Regions from separate parts of the Anas platyrhynchos genome. Here region 2 is linked to region 1. A link is a contact called in public Hi-C data. All regions are on one chromosome and are shown on one strand. Each heading gives the region's core, a stretch centred on a gene start, on an enhancer-like site or on the middle of the called end of the contact. The rest is flanking DNA. Distances are from core to core; before and after follow the strand shown.

Region 1 (4,559 bases), core at 1,501-4,000:
TATAGGCACTCGGCACTGAAGTCCATCTAATGCTTTTCACAGACCAGAGTGACTAAAAGGGGAAGGGGGGGAGGGAGGGGAAGAGAAATTCCAGGAAGATGAGTGAAAACAGCAGAAATCCCAGGCTGCTTCACTAATGGGTAATTGAAATGACTCACAAAAGGTCTAGTAGGGAATTCAATTAATTAGGACGTGACTGTGCCGAGGGGAGGAGGGAAAGAAAAGAATGCTGGCGATACAAGAAAATCGCTCCTCTCCATTCACTTAAAAAAGGGCCTGGAAGAAAACCTCAAGGGAGGAAAAAGCCAAGTTTTTCAAGGCAGGGCCTCTACCCCTTCTTAGGCACAGAAAAAAAGCCACAGTCAAACTGCCTTGGCTTCAGGGGAAGAGAAAAGAACAAATAAGTATATCCCTATTCCTCCCCTCCTTCTCTTTCTAATGAAAAGGAAAAAAATAAAATTGGGTATATTAATTACGTCACCGTTAAGGCAACTGGTAACAAGCAACTATGAGGACAAGAAAGAGGAATGAAGCAGGATAGCCTAATACGGTGCTGGTAAATAGCAGCTGTCTCATCGTAGCTGCACTGTTTATTCCATGTGCCAATGAGAAGAGGGAGATAGGACGCAGTGGGAAGATGAATAAATGAGAAAAAAATGGGGACGGATGAAGGAAAAAATGCAATGTGAGAAAGCAGAGAGAAACAGGAATGGGGACAGGCAAAAGGACTGTAATTAACAAAAGAAGGGAGTAAAGAATGGAAAAGGAGTGGATGGAGAGAAGATGAAGGGATGGGAACGTATTAGAGACACAGGAGAGGGAAAACCTCTAAAGGAGAAGAGGAGCAGATGTGGGAAGGGTCAGAGAAAGAACGAGAAGTTTCACAATCAGTCAGCAGTTAGAACTTGCTGTGATGGGTACATGGTAACAGCAATGTTGATTCAGCAACCATATATTGACAAATACTGCTTCTACCCAAGCCTCAGAGACTAAATTTACACTAGTGCTAGTTTAGAAATCCCCAAGAATGTGCAACCTAAACTTCCAGGCCCACAACCAACGATCATTACTGGTAGTGGAACAACTAGCCTAGATATAACAACCAGGGGCAAGTGTTCATTCATGGGATTGAAAATAGGATCTGCAATCATTTAGGATAAAGTTACCATAGCTTGAAATGTAGCTCTCATTAATTCCAACTCCAAGCTATTGCTGGCAGGCTGGCTGTTCAATTGCTTTATACAAAAGAACCTCACGGTCATTGTTTACCTTCGTGAATCATGATGAGATCTAACAAAAAGTACTTCTTAGGCCCTATCGGGTTCAGCACTGAATGCCCTCTGAAGGCTTAGATATGCTCTCACGCTCAAGGATCAAGATACTATCGCTGTGAAAGGTTGGCAAAGTTTGCAGTATGCTGCGTGTTTGGGCAATATCTGAGTATTTCTGTTCCCAGGGCTGTCAATCTGACATCTAAGCAAGAAAACATATAAATCAAACCAATAATGTCAGCTCCACTGTCTAAAGTTTCAGAAGGCCAAAAGATTTTTTATAAGCTTTATTTACTATAACAGGGCAATGAAGATCTGGCAGTGACCAGGAAAATAATTCCTATGTAGTTAAGATACACCAGACCAGGAGGAAAAATGCAGTATTTAGCTAATGAGAACCAGTGTACAAATACTGATTCAAATACAATTATCTTTATACCAGTCTGTGAATACACTGGTGTCCAGACAAAGAAATTCCTTAAATATAACTGCATCTAGTCTTTCATGGGTTTTAAGTTAGATTCATGCAAAAGTGAGCATACAGAAATTCCTAGCTGGTTTTGAGCCGACTGTCCAACACAAGAGGAAAGAGTGCCATGACATTTGGAGCAATCATCTCCCAGAAGAGGTATAAAGTTGAGATCCAAATTCCTACAGCTGGTTTAAGAAAAGAGCCCTTGGAAGTTCTGCAAAGACATTATTGTTAGTGCTCTGGACAAATGTAAATGCATTGTCATTTCTACCAGCTGGGCAGCTAGTTTCTATGGAAAAGGACTGCAAACAGTGTGCATTCAGTGCCTAGGTGCCTATGCAACAATGCAATTGTCATACAAGAATTACAATACAGCTATAAAACGTCAGTTAAGTCAGGCAATCCCAATAGCAAATTCAAGCTGGGCAGCCGAAGCACCACTTGACACAGTACTTTATTCTGCTTCAAAGCTCCATTCTTTTCAAATTCTCTCTAACATGTCTAATGAAACAGGCAGTCTGATGTGCTCAGAAGGTCATCAGTTTCTACCCAGAGCACCTCCAAAATGTAACAGGGCCTTGATTCCATTGCCAGTGTAATTTTGTTCTTTTTACTGGGTCTCGATCAAGTTGCATTCATGAGAACTGCAGGCTAGGTCAACATGTACCTCGAGGCTGTCTGGATTCTGTTAAGCCAGGCTTTTTGACCAGATCCTCTTCTCCCCCTTTTTACAAAACACTCAGCAGAAAAATAAAATAAAATCTCTCTCTTCTGCAAAATTAAAATAATTAAAATAAATTCCTTTTATCTCTCTAATTAAGTACCATCCTGTATTTAGTCAGTTGACAGCACCAAAGAATGATTTTTCTGTATTCCACAATGTCATCCTCCCTGCCTGGATCTATTCAAAGCCTCTTGTACATATTTAATCACTCCTAGCCAGGCCTGGCTAATGAAATGCAGGGCCTTGCCCTGACCTGACCTTGCTATTTCTATTTTGGCTCAGCACATCCTCTGCTAGTTGGTTTAAAAAAAAAAAAAAAGTTGTTTCTCTTCTCTCTTGGACTTAAAGGTCCTGTTACTGGCAGGGGGTATGGTCAAGGACACTGCTGAATACAGAATGAATGACTGAATGATTGTGAACCCTGATTTGCAAAACTCCTGCAAGCCCAAAAAGGACCACAACAACTTAAGCACAAAGTTTTTTTTCCCCCTTTTTCTCTTTGGCTGGCAAGGACTGGTGGTCACTGTTCAACTACAGTGAATGGCTTATGGCTAGAAAATTCTGTAAGAAAAATGGGCAGCTCAAATTGTTTGCAGCAGTCTTTTATAAAGCACTGGTATTCATTCTATGGTTTTGGGCACTTATTGCAACTAGAGATGTTCTTGGTTTTCCCCTTCTGCCCTTTCTATTTGCCAATACTGCAATTTAAAATCTATTTTCCCTTTCTGAGAGCTCATAAAGAAGTGTGATCCCATTTATGACCACTTAGGAAACACTGGATATTGGGTTAGCCCATTTGTCACATGATGTTGGTTGTAGGAATTTATCAACATGCCAATCAGAAGTCAGAAATGTTTCCAGTGTACAACTGAACAACATTTACACGGTGATTCATGTGGTCTCTTTAAGCTGAGTTTGTTTTCGAATAGTTTATGATTTTGTTGGCCATGAGTTTTGGTGTTGTTTGACATACTTAGTTACTGGATGAACCATAAACCACATTTGAAGTCAGAAAGAGCATGGGATATCTTTCTATTCTTTGTGTGTAAGCAGTGCCTTACATTGTGGGGCTCTGGATACTGAATAGGGGTCACAGATGCTATTACCAAACAACCAACAACAGCACAAAGTTCTGTAGGTACTCTGGCTGTCAGAAAAAGCAGGCTCAGCAGCTCAATTCTTCGTTGTTCTTCCAATTATATATCAATGGAGTCATGCCAGAGGAAACAGCAGTAAATAAGACGAAGATGCCTTTAGCTAGCTATCCAAAAATAATGCCCTATGTCCCATGGGGCACTGTCAGCTATGGAACCAGGGACGTATATAACATTTCTAATGGCCAGAATCAGTTTAACAGGTCCTTATGAGCTCTTCTGCATGTACTGGTACTAAGATAACAAGAGTTAGATCTCCATTTATAAGTCTAGTCTTTTGTCAGCTCAACTAAAACAAACAGGTTCAAGTTGCAACATCCTGTTGAATAGAAGCAAGTAGGACTTCTAGGCACTGCTTGAAAGAAGAAATGTTAAAATCATGTTTGCAGTCAGCAGAGTCAAACAATACAGCTGTGTCACCTTCCTCCTAATGCTGTTTATCATGTTCTTTTGTAGTCTGGTTTTCTACACAGACAACGCTTTTGCAATCACATTCTGTATCCCAGTCTATATAACCTTTTCAGCCATTGATTGCTTTCAGCCAAGTCTGGAAAATAGCAGGGGTCCTCAAACATCTGTGAGGTCACAGAAATTGAGTGAAAATAGATGGCTGAGTAGAGAAGAAAAGAAAGTTCCTGTAGATGTTAGTAGACTGCCTGAAACCCAGAGAGAGGACTTCTCAGTATGACAAGTGCAGGAGAATTTGTAGATGTAGTCAACCAACCACAAAGTGCAGCTCCGTACAGATTTGTAACTTCCTTTAGTCGATGTCCTGTGGGGTTAGATGAGCAGCAGAACTAACACAGAAGTTGGCTTTCAGTTGGCCAACTGCTGGTGACCATAAGTTGTGAGATCAGCAGTAGTGAAACCTGACCATGGCCTTATGAGGCCCCAGTCAAACGTCTGCACCTGCTAGGCCTCACCCAGCAGGAGAGCTC
Region 2 (4,559 bases), core at 1,101-3,600, 140 kb after region 1:
CTTGACAAGTGCACAGCTGGGCTATGAAGACGGGAGCTCTGCATCCCACCCCACAAGCAGCTCCTTGACTGAAGCAGCTGCAGGACCATCGCACCGGCTGCAGCGAGCTGCACGTCCCTGCCCAGCCTCCGGCACAGGGCACAGCAGGGAAGGATTTGTTGGCTGGGGAGCTCCTTCATATTTTTCTGACTGATTTCTTTAAATTGGTCTCGTTACTGAGCCCAGCGAGCAGACCTGCAATATTAATTACTGCTTTTTGTTTCAATATATTATTCTAATTTGCATACCACAGCAATGAGATTTTAATTAGATCTCAATGCTTTTATATGTACCTATCCACTTTTACCCCTATCTGCATCAAATAATTTCTACATGTTAAGTATTATTACCCCTATATTTTGAAGCAAAATAGCAACAGTCATTCAAAGAAAGGCAAAGAAAAACTGTGGCAGAGCTAGATCCCAGTACAGATATTGGCCACCTTCCCTTGCAATCAATACTAAATAAACCTGCAAAAAAGTGCATATATCCATAAAAATCAAATTTAGAAAAAGATGTTTTTAGTAGATCTGGTTTCAGAGAGTTGTGTTTTCTGTACCAAAAATGGAAGGTCATCCTGTACAAACTCAATATTTTTTCTGCTTCTGAATTTTGTTATCTTTTGCTGCGTATGTAAATGCAGTTGTTACATTAAGAATTTATGCAGATATTTTAGTTTTTACGGTAAGCTAATTTCCCTGTCTGTGTAATAGATGGAAGCCAACTAGCACTTCTTCCAGCCTGTATTGTTGCATTCTGATGTGCTGAGTTTTTTTTTTTTTCTCTCCACCCATAGGGTATTTTCCCATAGGAATTCCCATAAAGAATGTTTTTCCTTGCAGTGTCCTGGTCTCATAATTCTTGTCCCTTTCAATAAAGGGGATAATAAGGCACTTTTGCTCTGAAACTAGATCATCTATGAAGCAAAGTGCACTACCAAGGCCACACCCTAGCATTTGATAATTTGTTCTGTGACCTGTATTTGATCACATTTGGGACTTCGGTTTTTTGAAGGAAACACACCCAGATGGGGCATTAAATGAGAGGTCAAGCAGGTGATATCTCGGAGCTGTATCATTGCTGGACTGCCCCAGTGATTTACAATATTAACTATCTTGGATTTGATAGTGGCAAAAGTTACAAGACAGACTCCTTCCTATAAGGTAAGAACAAAGTCACCTTTGACACGGTACTCGTTTCAACTGTCTGTTAAGAGATCACCAGAAGCAAGAAAAAAGGAAATCCAAACCAACTGTCCATTTCATAGTCCAGTAAAATATTCTGTAACACACTAGGAAGAAAAATCGCCATTTCCCCACTTTCTTTATGATTTGGCCATACTGGAGCTACCACCTTCTAAGTCCAGAAAAAAAAACACTCTTCTCTTAAGATCTTTTATGTATATATATGAGAATGAATAAACTAAGAGATCTTCATGGAGATGGGAGTATCAGAAATGCTAACACACAGTGCATTTGAAAATATATAGAGAATATATATATATCAAATCTATTGCATAATTTTTCATATACTGATAAATTACATTCTGCTGTATCCTACCACATACTGTCAAGAAATTCATTCCCCCAGTGAATTGCATGCATCACTGTCACTAAGAATGTGTTTTTAAGTAGAATGTACAATACAATGCAGTAACTACGTGTATGAATGGGAATGCAAAAATCCTTCTGCCAAGTCAAATTTCACAAAAGAAAATGAAGGCATTCTTTTGGAACTTACCTGGAACACACAGATATTTAAAAAAAAAAAAAAAAAAAAAGAGAGAGAGGAAGAAAAAAAATGAGTGCTTTAGAGAGTATAAGATGTTGAAATCCTGGTTTTGCATCTCGTTGATATCACGTGCCCTTTCCAGCAGTAATCTTTTACCCTGGGAGACACTGACTCAGAGGGAAGCATGTCTATAACCAAACTGCCAACAACTGCTGCCGAAGCATGTGGTGTTACCCACACACACAACCATCGGATTAGGGGGGTTGCCGATCCATTTACTGACCAGCCTCAACCTTACTTACCTCGTGAATTGTGACAAAAATCACAGCCTGAGGTGATGTAGCTATGTAACTTGCGCATTATGCACCTTTCTTTAAGTGGAGTCATTAAAGTAAGAGTAAATGGAGTAACCTAATAATGAATACATCTTGCAGGGCCTGAAAAATGTGAAAACAAACAAACATTTCATAATACATATAAAAAGGCTTTTCAATTAACATCCTGTTTTGAATACATGGCTGATCCACAGCAGCCCCTGGCAACAGTCTGCCAACATCTCAGCACGGCATGCTTAGACACTCCTGGCAGTGCTTCCCTCCCTCTACACATCAACAACAAGCCTATTTATTATCCAGCCTGCCTGATCTACAGCCCAACGCAGCCAGAACCTGAAGCTATTTCCTTAAGATTGAATGAGTCAGGACATGAAAATGATTAATCAACATGAAGAGGTTTAAAGGCTGTGAGAAAACTGCTCTAAGTAAAACTGCTGTGAAGCAAGGGTTGCGTTTGGAAAGTTGGGGCTTTCCACAGGCCAACAGTACTAGGATGCTTTGTTATTTCTCTCTCAGTGTTGCGATGATAGCAATAGACAGACAGACAGAAGGACTATCGGTCTTTGATACTACATGCAGTCTGAGAGACCTACAGGTACAGTTTTATGACCTTTGGCAGGCAAACAGCCTTGCTGTGGTCCAGGCAGAAGGGAAACTGCATCAGCACCATGCCAGGACCAAGCTACCACACAGTGCCTCTGCTCAGGTTCAAAGTGGAAGCAAAGCAAACCCATGTCTACCTGAACTACTGACCTGGTGTGGAGGAAAACAGCATGTAATTACAATAAACGAGGAAGACTTTTTCTGCAGTAAAGAGGGGCCTTGCACCAGCCTCCATTGCCTAGCTTACAAGAAATAAAACAAAGGAAGCTGCTGCTACCTCACTCCCACACCTTCTGGAGGTGAAGTAAGGCCCAGCTTGGACAATAACAGAAAGCAAGGATGCTAGTTGCCATTCTAGTTGCTCATCCATGCAAATCATATAGCAGTAGGATACTAATTTTAAAGCATTAATGCTTTGAAAGAAGCCTGGCACTGAAGAGTTGGTAGATTTTAAAGTTTCTGTATCTTAAACAGCTACGATGCTGTGGAGCATTGTGTTATTTAAAGGGAAGAGAAAGAGGTGAACAAAGTCAACGGTTCTGAGGGCTGACATTCAGCTACTCACTCTACTGGGAAAACGTGGGTGAAACAAAGCAAAACACAGGCACAAGTAAATACAGCTGGAAAGTATTTGCTGTCCCTTAATTAAAAAAGAAAGGTCTCCTTTGCTACAGTAATATGTTTGCAGTAGTGAGAGTTCTTACTTAAAACCCCCTTCATTTATCTGTTGTGTATTTATCTATTTTGCAATACGCATTTGAATGTTGAAAACATTTACGTACGCATACACACACCTTATCCCATGGCAGTCTGTCTAGTTTTAAACAAAATGTATTGTTTCCAAATGCTGCTATTGCTATAGCTTTAAACAATGAGAGCTTCAGTACAGAGATTAATTATTGAAGGGACAGGGCAAAATAATCTTTTCCATGCTCCCTTATCACAGGGCTGCCAAACTACCTCTGGCTGAGTTCATTGTCCGCAAACATCATGTCTTCAAGTGCTGAGTAAACGACGGCGTTTGCAACTTTCACCAAGCTAGTAAGGTCCAAGATCTCCAACTCCCATCACATGAATATGAAAGGGCAACTAGGTGATAGCAATTTCTGTGTCCCCGTCACCTGGCAATAAGCAGCGATCGGAATGATTATAGTTTATTGTGTTTTGGCTGAGCGAAGTAAACAGTCACTGATAAGATTAGACTCCTGATTTAAACTTAGGAAAACAAAGCCTTTTCCTTGCCCCATCTTTCTTTACTTCTTCCTTGTGTCCTTCACATGGGTTAAACTGAATTACAGTTGTGCTGTTTATTCAGCAAATCTCTTTACAATTGCATTTGAAATTGCCAAGGCTCATCATCTTACACAGATTCAAAATACAGACTCCTACACCCGGTGCAGTCTCCCTCTTTACAGCTCTTAAAAGGTGGAGAAAATCAGGCTTAAAAGCAGATTGGAAGTATCAGTGGGTGTCTTAGAGCACACAACTCTTCATTCATAACACTGGTCAATGTGGCCAATCCTAAAGATATTCTTACTCAGTGCTCATGAGCACTATCAAGCCATGTGCAGGGAGGGGGGAGAAAAACAAAAAACAGTGAGAAAACAGTGGTAGTGAATATAGTTAAACTGGGCCTTTACCTCCTCTTTAACAGCTGACCCTGATGAAAGAGTTTCCTTAGAGACTTTAAGGAAGGCTGAATTTATAACATAAGAACTCCTGGCAGTTATCAGCACCTCAAATTATGAAGTGATTTTGACTAGCACAGAGGATCTAGAACCACAAATCCCGCCCTACTTTCTTGGCTCCCACCTCCCTTGCAGGCTGTTCCACAGAACCCCAGCAGGCAAT

What was found. Hi-C and Micro-C count contacts between places; a contact is called where the count stands out from the background.
Region 2: a contact with region 1 is called in a Hi-C map of subcutaneous adipose tissue, with 2.6 times the contacts expected there. The contact joins two enhancer-like sites. A contact is called at or near these places in 2 of 8 Hi-C or Micro-C datasets (skeletal muscle and subcutaneous adipose tissue).

Annotation. Positions count from the first base shown.
Region 1 is chr5:37,549,096-37,553,654 of IASCAAS_PekinDuck_T2T, forward strand. The region is part of intron 11 of RAD51B (RAD51 paralog B); the gene reads right to left. Among named protein-coding and RNA genes, the nearest start is that of ZFP36L1, 150 kb to the left of the region's middle. Within about 2 kb of position 2,751, at least 5 of the 8 cell types and tissues checked have an H3K27ac peak or open chromatin away from gene starts, as enhancers often do. A contact at or near this core is called in subcutaneous adipose tissue, where this site is marked.
Region 2 is chr5:37,685,456-37,690,014 of IASCAAS_PekinDuck_T2T, forward strand. The region is part of intron 8 of RAD51B (RAD51 paralog B); the gene reads right to left. Among named protein-coding and RNA genes, the nearest start is that of TMEM229B, 180 kb to the right of the region's middle. Within about 2 kb of position 2,351, at least 2 of the 8 cell types and tissues checked have an H3K27ac peak or open chromatin away from gene starts, as enhancers often do. A contact at or near this core is called in subcutaneous adipose tissue, where this site is marked.